Regions from separate parts of the Mus musculus genome. Here region 1 is linked to region 2. A link is a contact called in public promoter capture Hi-C data. All regions are on one chromosome and are shown on one strand. The core of a region is the stretch at or near the end of the contact, and the rest is flanking DNA. Distances in the headings are between cores, read along the strand shown.

Region 1 (4,444 bases), core at 1,112-3,611, 170 kb after region 2:
TCACCCTCCCAAGGCCAAACAAAGTAAAAGTGAAAGTGTCTAGGGAAAGAAAGGAATCTAACTGGGGAAGGGGGGGTATGTTAAGGGAGGAGGGAGAGCTGTGAGAAAGTTGCCCAGTGTATAATATATTCATATATGAAAACTTTACAATAATTTTAGGCACAGAACCACTGAGGACATTTGTAAAGTTTTAAATAAGTCTGTCAAACTATTTTTTTTTTCCCAAAAAGGTTAATCACGGCTGAGGATATAGCTCAGTAGAAGAACACTTGCCGAGCACGCACAGTGCATGGGGGTCAATCAATCTCTAGCATGGAAAACAACAATAAGAACTCATGAACATTTAATCAAGGACTATGTCTTCTTATGTCATTGTAACCCAGAAGTCCAGACTCCTTTGATTTCTATTCTATTTCTACATGTCAATATAGCTCTCAGCCTGGCCATTTAAACGTGTTCCTTCATTCTCACCATGCTGGCCTGTTCTAGAGAGTGGAGGAATTTTCTTATGGTCAGAACTTGGGGCTGTTTCCAACTTCTGCTGCTAAGCATACTAATTTTTTCACCTTTGTGTAGCCTCTCCACCCCCTACTTTCCCAGGAGTGCAATTACTCCCTCAAAGGATCACAGACCAGTTTACAGCTCTGTTTCAGTTGCCAAATTGTTGCTCAAAGGTTTGTAGAAAGATGTACTGCCATTTCAGAGGGGCAGCCGCAGGGACTGACTGTCGTTCTTAAGCCCATTCATGGTATCTTTACAGGAAGTTGGAACACTGAATTTGCCCAACGGAAGGTAGAAAGTCCCCTCCTTGTTCTGGGTCGATTCTCTCATCAATAGATTGGAGATACGCTCGTCTGCAGAGAATGCCAAGCTTCTCCTTAGCCTGTTTTGTGTCGCCTCTCATAGGTGCCAAGGTCTGAAGTTTACATATGATACTTGATTGAGTCCTGTTTCTTTCCCTTGGAATTGTTGTGAGAGTTCTTAAAGTCGTCCAAGTCAGAGCCTGGGTCCTGGCAGCACTAACAAACCAGGCCAACTACCCTTCTTCAACAGGTTTATTAAATATACTATTAATAGTGAAAATCAGACAAGGGAAATTGACTCATTGTGGCCACACTGGGAAGAGGAACAAAGAAGTGCAGAACCCTCCCACTCACCACCTGCTCATCCCTCCACACTGCCAAATCCATCTTGGGGACATGTTGTTCAGGTTTAAGCAGAAGTAAAATGTATGACAACTCAGCCATCCTGGTCCAGGTGAGGCCTTGCCCACCACTACTGTCTAGACTCTGGTCTCTCTGCAGAACCATGTGAAATCTGTTTCTGGAGATAAGCTTCCCCCTGGATGGCACCAGGCTTCAGCCTTTTCCTTCTCCCAGGATAAGATTCCTGAGGGAAGGCAGGCAATGGTGGCACACATCTTTAATCTCAGCACTCCGGAGGCAGAAGCAAGTGGAGCTCTGTGAGACAGAGGGCAGCCTGATCTACAGAGTGAGTTCCAGACCAGTCAGGGCTACAAAGAGAAACCCTGTCTTGAAAAAAAACAAAAGCCGGGCGTGGTGGCGCACGCCTTTAATCCCAGCACTCAGGAGGCAGAGGCAGGCGGATTTCTGAGTTCGAGGCCAGCCTGGTCTACAAAGTGAGTGCCAGGAGGACAGCCAGGGCTACACAGAGAAACCCTGTCTCGAAAAACCAAAAAAAAAGAAAAAAAAAAAAAAAGAAAAAAAAAAAAAACACTAACAACAACAACAACAACAAAGAGGAATAATAATTCCTTAGGGTTAATTGTCTGAATAGTATGTAAACACAGGTGTTATTTTAACTATAGACACTGGGGGATGGAGAGATTGTTCCATGGTTAGGAGCACTTGTTGCTCTTGTATGGAACTCTCAACGCCCAAATGGTGGCTCATAACATCTCTAACTCCAGTTCCAAGGGATCTGACACCCTCTTCCCATCTCCTCTGGGAACAGGCACACTTACTCTGCACAGACATATGTGCAGTCAAACACTTGTGCACATTCTATAAAATAACTTTTTAAAATGACACTAGACATTCTTAGGGCACCATTAGAGTACCCCAAAATCAGAAAAGGTGGCAGAGCTGAGGAGTTCTTCAGGTACAAATCCGTACCCGGCTACCTTAGCCCTGCGACACAACATTTAACCTTACTCCAGCCCAACTTCTTCCTCTGTAAGTGAGGTTGGGTTAGTTTTTCCCTCTGCAACAGGAAGGAAATGAACAAAAATGTGCAAAATGCTGAGACCTGTATTTGACGTGTAAGTACTTGCTACCAACAAATACTTTTCCTGGGGACCCACAAGTGTCTGCTCACCCCAGATAAGGCACCAGTGACCAAACAAACAATCACACCCACCTCTGGCTTAGCAAGCCAGCCAGTTTCCTGGAGTTACTTAAAGGAGCATGGGTGAGTGGGTGAGGGGTGACTTACAGGCACATGGACAATTCAGGTAGCTCTACTACCGATCAGCCCACCCCAAGAGGCTAGAGAGGTGGCTTGGCAGTTAAGAGCACTGGCTGCTCTTTCAGAGGACATGGGTTCAATTCCCCAAATCTACCTGGCAGTTGACAACCACCTGTAGCTCCAGTCCCAAGGAATCCAGTCCTTCTTCTGGTCTCTGGGGGCACCAGACACACAAGTGGTGCACAGACATACACATGATGATAAAACTTACGTAAATATTAAATATTGTTTTTAAAAAATTTCACCACACAAAAAAACCCACTATAGAGTGAGCGATGACTCAGCAAAGCCGCAGTCACTTCCACTTTCCACACCACTTGCCAAGACTCTCCTCTCCCCAGCAATGGCTTCTGCTCATGGAATACTCAAGAGGAACTGAGGATCTAGGAACGTTTTTATGAATTTTATTTTATTTTTTTCATATTAATAAACAACTTTATTCCGGTCACCATACCGGGAACATTCCCAGCTAAATGCACAGAGAAGCAAGGTATTACTATGTTAATACAGGAGCCAATGAGTGACATGGGACAGAATATGAGGAGATAGCATCAAAGTTGTGAGGTCAGACCAGGACAGAGGCCCTAGGCTGATATCATATCGGCAAGGCATATCTTCAACATCTGTATTGTTTCAGTAATGTTAGGGGAACAGATAAAAAGAAAACTAGAACTAGATTCTATGACATTTTGAGTAATGCTGCTATGCTCACAAACACAGACTTCAGGGCATTCTAGTGGCACTGCCACAGGCAAGCAGCTTGCCCTTCACCACTTCCTCAATTTCACTTGCCTGAACTCCTGTCTTTGAACCAAGCCTTGATGAAAGTCTCTTATAAACAGCGAAATTGTCTCAGACAGCAATGGCTACATTCTAAGAGCAACAGGCATCTCTGGTTAGCTATCCTCTAGGAGTGACTGACGGCTCACCTCAAGCATAATGCAGAGGATGAGGACAAGCAGTACAGAGCCTTCCGGAACTCTCTGTGCAGACTGATGCCTTGGTGAGGCTGCACGGCTGCTGCTCACATGGCTTAGAGACCACAGCCTAGCTCAGTCTGCACACTGCTAAATATCATGGCTACAGGTGTGATGCGAGCCCACCTCCATAGCTCTGGGAAAGAAACCAAATCAAAATGAATAGCCTTCTCTACAGCATTCCAGAATGGACTGTCAAGATGTTGAAGGCTCGCTCTCACGGTATTAACTTTTTTTTTTTTTCTTAAAGGGCACCTGGAGTTACATTTGCCACTTATTTGAATTTATCTATTAGGTGCAAACTTATGGACAATTTATTTGTATTTAATTTTTGGAAAAATAGAAACTTTGGTCATAATAAAACTCCTTAAAGGGTTATTTTTGATTAAAATACTATTTTAGGAGTGATATACAACAAGAACTAGGACGTAAACATCTTCATATCTAACACAGGACATGAGCTCTTCACCAGCATCTTAAATACAGCGGGAATCAGCAGTGCTTACAAATGGAGGATAGTCTTAATGAAGTTACCTAGTTATCAAAGTAAGGCACACCCTGCTATTGTCACCCATTGCTGTTAGGCAGTAGTGTTCTTCTTGGAAGGTCCAAGTTGGGAATCTAATTACCCAAAGGTTTAAAATGTGTTTTTGAAGATGATGTCAGATGTGGGGACAGTTAGTTACCTTGAACAAAACCCCTTCCTGGAATCCACAACAAGGCATCAGTGACAACATGCACCTCCATTCAGCACTCGGAACCACACAAGTCCTCCTTCCCAGTCCAGAAATCTGCAAAGCACTGTGCAAAATGTGGGGAGGGTAGGTCACGGAAGACCCTCGAAGCTGGGCCTCTGCTCAAGTCCAGGGATGAGCTGGCCAGCACCCCAATGAGAGAAAACCACACCTGATGCAAACTGCAAGAGGTTTTATTATCAGCTACCCAGGGGAGCGGTGACAGTAGGGGGCTTTTACCAGCTA
Region 2 (4,175 bases), core at 1,177-3,676:
ATGAGAGTTTGCCAACAAGCCACTGTACATGAAGAGCATGGACAGCAAGTCTTCACTGACTGAGACAGTTGCCAAGACAGTTACCAAATACGCAGCTTCTCCAGACCTTAGGAGCCTGATGCTGTGTCCTTGGAAACGTTGCGTTTTTATCAAGTGCTGTAGGCGTCTGTGGTTTGGGTGGTCTTGGGAACCACGCTTCTGGGAGTCCCAATTTACATTATGATCCTGAGCCTTAAAGTGAATCCACCCTCCTACTCTCTACTTCCTCTCCCGCTCCCACACCCCTTCAGACACTCCCTAAGGAAACTGAGCTTGCAGGTGATTCTGACACACAGGTTTTTGCCTGTTTAACTCTGTTCAGAAGGGAGGGGGGATTGTTTCACCATGACCTTGACTACGTTTCTAATCATAGTGAACAATAAAGCTGGTGTTATCCTGAGAGTCTGCTGAGATTGGGGGCAATCTTGGAGGATGAAAAGTACCCACCCCTCCCTGCCACTCTGTCCCTGTCCTTAATTGGACAGAGAAGGGACAGGACAGTTGTGAATGTCTTTTCATCTGAAAAGAGGGTGAGAATAAGTGCTGGCTCACTTACTGCAAGATGAGAGTGAGAGTGATAGACACGGCAGGCCTGGGGAGGATCTGCAAAGTCAAACCCAATGCTGCCTGCGCCCCACTGGGCAGGGGCAGACCCAGTGCTGCCTGCGCCCCACTGGGCAGGGGCAGACCCAGTGCTGCCTGCGCCCCACTGGGCAGGGGCAGACCCAACTTGCCCAGGTGCGGGTTTTCCATTGTAATGTACAGCTGGACCGAGAATCTCTGTGGGCTCCTACCTGTTTCTCCTCTTTTCTTCAATACATACTGACCTTCACAAGAGAGCTTGCTATCTAATAGGTGTTCTCTCTCTCTCTCTCTCTCTCTCTCTCTCTCTCTCTCTCTCACACACACACACACACACACACACACACACACACACACAGAGTCTACATTGAGGTGTGTTCTCATGTAGCTCAGGATAGCTTTGAACTTTCTATGTAGCCCAGGACCATGAAATTCTAACACTTCTCTCTGTACTTCCTGAGAGCTGAGATTACAGATGTGAGCCACCATATCCAACAGATAAGTGCTGGGGATCCAGTGCAGGGTTTCATGCACACCAGGCAAGAACTCCTCCCACTGAGATAAATCCCAGTCCAATAAATATATATTTAATTAAAGTTGAATATGTTTCTAGCAGAGTAGTTCAAAACAAAACACCTGTAAACACTGCCTTAAACACTGCCTTAATGGACTCCTGCATCCCTTATGTTGGTCACTAGAGGTCACCATTGACTTAGTTCTTGCCAGGGAAGCCTAGTCCAGTTGTTCAGGTGTCAGTGATCATCAAAGTTGTCTTTGGAAGTCGCCGTTATCTCCTTGACCATTACCAGTAGCTACATAGTATTTTAGAAGAGCTGGGAAGTGCTGGAGAACTTCTTTGGTTTTCTGTGAAGCCCAGTTCTTCACCGTTAACCAGTTCTTCACTTGCTAGTGCTGCTCTCTGCTTCTTCCAGTCTCAAGATGTCTCCAGAGACACTGTGAACAATCTGCTCCTAGACCCACACAACTCTAAGCACATTCAAACATAAGACATGGTGTCCCACGGGCCTCAAACACAAATGTGTCTCCAGTCAACCAGACAGGCCTCAGGTATACAGTAAAGCCCAAGACATACCTGGATACAGGACCCCAGAATAACCTCCTACAAGGAGAGTGCCCAGCGCAGCCAAGACCACTCTCCCTTTCCATCCCACAAGAAGTTATTCAACAAAACATCTCTGATACCAGGGTAGAATCTGTTCTAACTCCTGCCTCTAAGAAGACAAGAGTTGAGAGACTCTAAAAAAAAATATTTAAAACCTCCAGCAGAGAATGGGAGTGAGAGTGTCTGAGAGGCCAGGGAAGCCTACAGAGTGGGAGCTCTGGAGTTGGTGTTTGAAGCAGGAGTAGAAGCTCACTGAGCCGAGAAGATGTAAGCACATAAGAACAGCCCACGGCAAGTCACTGAGGCATTGCCGAGGGACTGTTGAGTGTAAAACACTCAGGTGACACTGGTGCTCAAGGCAGACCTTTTGGCCAAGGCCACATCACTACCAATGAACCAGGACTAGGACCCGGGACCTAAAGTCTTCTAAGTTTGGGTCCTGGGCCCTTTCTACCACGAACCATGACCTCTGCCCTGGAGGAGGGTTACCTGGGGCCTGAGGCTTACCTGTTAGGGTTTCTGTAGGGTTTGAAGGGAGGTCTGAGGAATGAAGGGTGTGCAGAGAAGACTTTGATGGTAGCAGAGCCCATGCTCTCTAGCCCTCTGGTAGAGAGTCATGTCAGGGAGCAAGCAGAGCACATAGGGCTGATGGGTGAAGGTTCTGGACCCAGAACATTACAGCCTCCTCATCTAAGATCGCCATGGCAACAAGAGCATCACAGAGGGCCTGACCTTTGCCAGGCAGGTAGAAGAGGACCAGACTTGGCAGAGGGCAGTAAGCAGTAGGCCCTGGGCTGGGCCTGGCAGACCTGGCTGCTGTCTCCAGGTTCTGCATAGGGTGCCTGCTAGCCCACTCTCCTCCTCTGGGCCAATCACAGAATAAACAGGGAAGAAACCAAGAGGTGGATTAACACAGCTGGACAGGGAGGCAGAGGACATATAGTGCCACTCCAGGGACAGGAAGGAAGACAGTCAATACCTCTTTCCTGACACGAAGCAGCTCTCATTGCTAAAGCTCTGGGAGACTGGCATAATAACCTCTGACCTTTTCAGAGGGGCAACAGGGATAAGGTGAGACAGGGAAAGGCTGGGAGACAAGTCCCAGCACCACCAAGCCATATCCCACAGATAGCAATGAAATAATACAGAATAGACCAGAACCAACCCAGAAAGAGACACATGGTGAGAACTCAGCACAACCTGGGGGAAAGCTAGGATCTCTAGTCGTGTGGTGCTTCATGGACTCCACCCTGCAGCTACCAGCCAGGTGAGGACCTGACCCTACCCTTACCTCTCACCAAATCCCCATCTGTTCAGTGAATTTATTTGTTTGTATGTATGTATGTATGTATGTATGTATGTATGTATTTAGTTTTTGGTCTTATGTGTATAGGTGTTTATCTGTATAACATATGCATGCCTGGTACCTGATGCAGCCAGAAGAGGGCACAGTATCCCTTGAGACTTGAGTTTCAGATGGTTGTGAGTCAACATGTGGGTGCTGGAGATCAAAGTCAGGTCCTCCGGAAGAAGAGCCATTGCTCTTAACTGGTGAGCCACAGTTGACTGAATTCTTGATACAAAGACCTACTACATAGTCCAAGTTCCTTGGGGGATATCAAGCAGCAAAAGCCTTTTTCTCTGTGGGCTCCTCAGCCTCAGTGAATTGCTTTGCCTGTCTATTTCCTCTTAGAACATGGACTCTTACACTGAGGCCCCTTAGCACGCACACACACTATACAACACACACACACACACACTGAGGCCCCTGAGCACACACACACACACACTATACAACAGATTGTTAGAGATGCAAGGATCTGAGGCTTCCACCCCAGACCTCCTCAGTCATAATCTGCATTTCATTTTTTTTTTTTTAGTTTTGTTTACTTATTGGTGTGTGTGTGTGTGTGTGTGTGTGTGTGTGTGTGTGTGCTTGAATACCACAGTACACATTCGGAGGTCAGAGGACAACTTTCAGGAGTTGGTTCTCTCCTTCCAGCTTGTGGGTCTCACGAATCAAACTAAGCCTTGACCGCAAGCACTGTTATCTACATCTGAGTCAGGTGTACAACCTGGGTTGAGAGGTTGGCTTCGGGCGATGGTGAGAGAGAGAAAAGTCCATTACTGTTTTCATTTCAAAAGCACTGCGTTCTTTTGTTTGTTTGCTGTTGACACAGGCCTTGAACCTGATGTGTATCTGAAGATGACCTTGAACCCCTAATTATCCTTTGCCCGTTTCCTAAGTGTTAAGATTGCAGGCCCAACTTATGCAGTGCTGGGGATTGAACCAAGGTTTCTTGCATGCCAGGCAAGCACTCTACCAACTGAGCGACACCCAGACCTCTTTATACTTAGTTGAGAATGTTCTTGAACACATAAAACTTTAATGTTCATGAATTTTGACCTGGCTGAATCTATTCTGAGAATT

Evidence for each region. Promoter capture Hi-C pulls out the DNA fragments that hold promoters and counts their contacts.
Region 1: a promoter capture Hi-C map of hematopoietic stem and progenitor cells shows a contact between it and region 2, with 2.4 times the contacts expected there. A contact is called at or near these places in 11 of 39 promoter capture datasets (the C10 cell line, the HPC-7 cell line, HPC-7-derived erythroid cells and 7 more), 1 of 484 Hi-C or Micro-C datasets (bone marrow-derived macrophages), 6 of 130 datasets of targeted methods (the 230-238 cell line, astrocytes, craniofacial prominence and 3 more) and 4 of 9 other capture datasets (adipose tissue, liver, macrophages and 1 more).

The regions. Positions count from the first base shown.
Region 1 is chr19:10,170,855-10,175,298 of GRCm38.p6, forward strand. It overlaps the pseudogene Gm50359. Among named protein-coding and RNA genes, the nearest start is that of Fads1, 9.8 kb to the right of the region's middle.
Region 2 is chr19:9,999,207-10,003,381 of GRCm38.p6, forward strand. It overlaps Best1 (bestrophin 1), which reads right to left and starts at 2,427. Exons shown (of 12, transcript NM_011913.2): 1 at 2,252-2,427. It also overlaps a transcript of Rab3il1 not described here.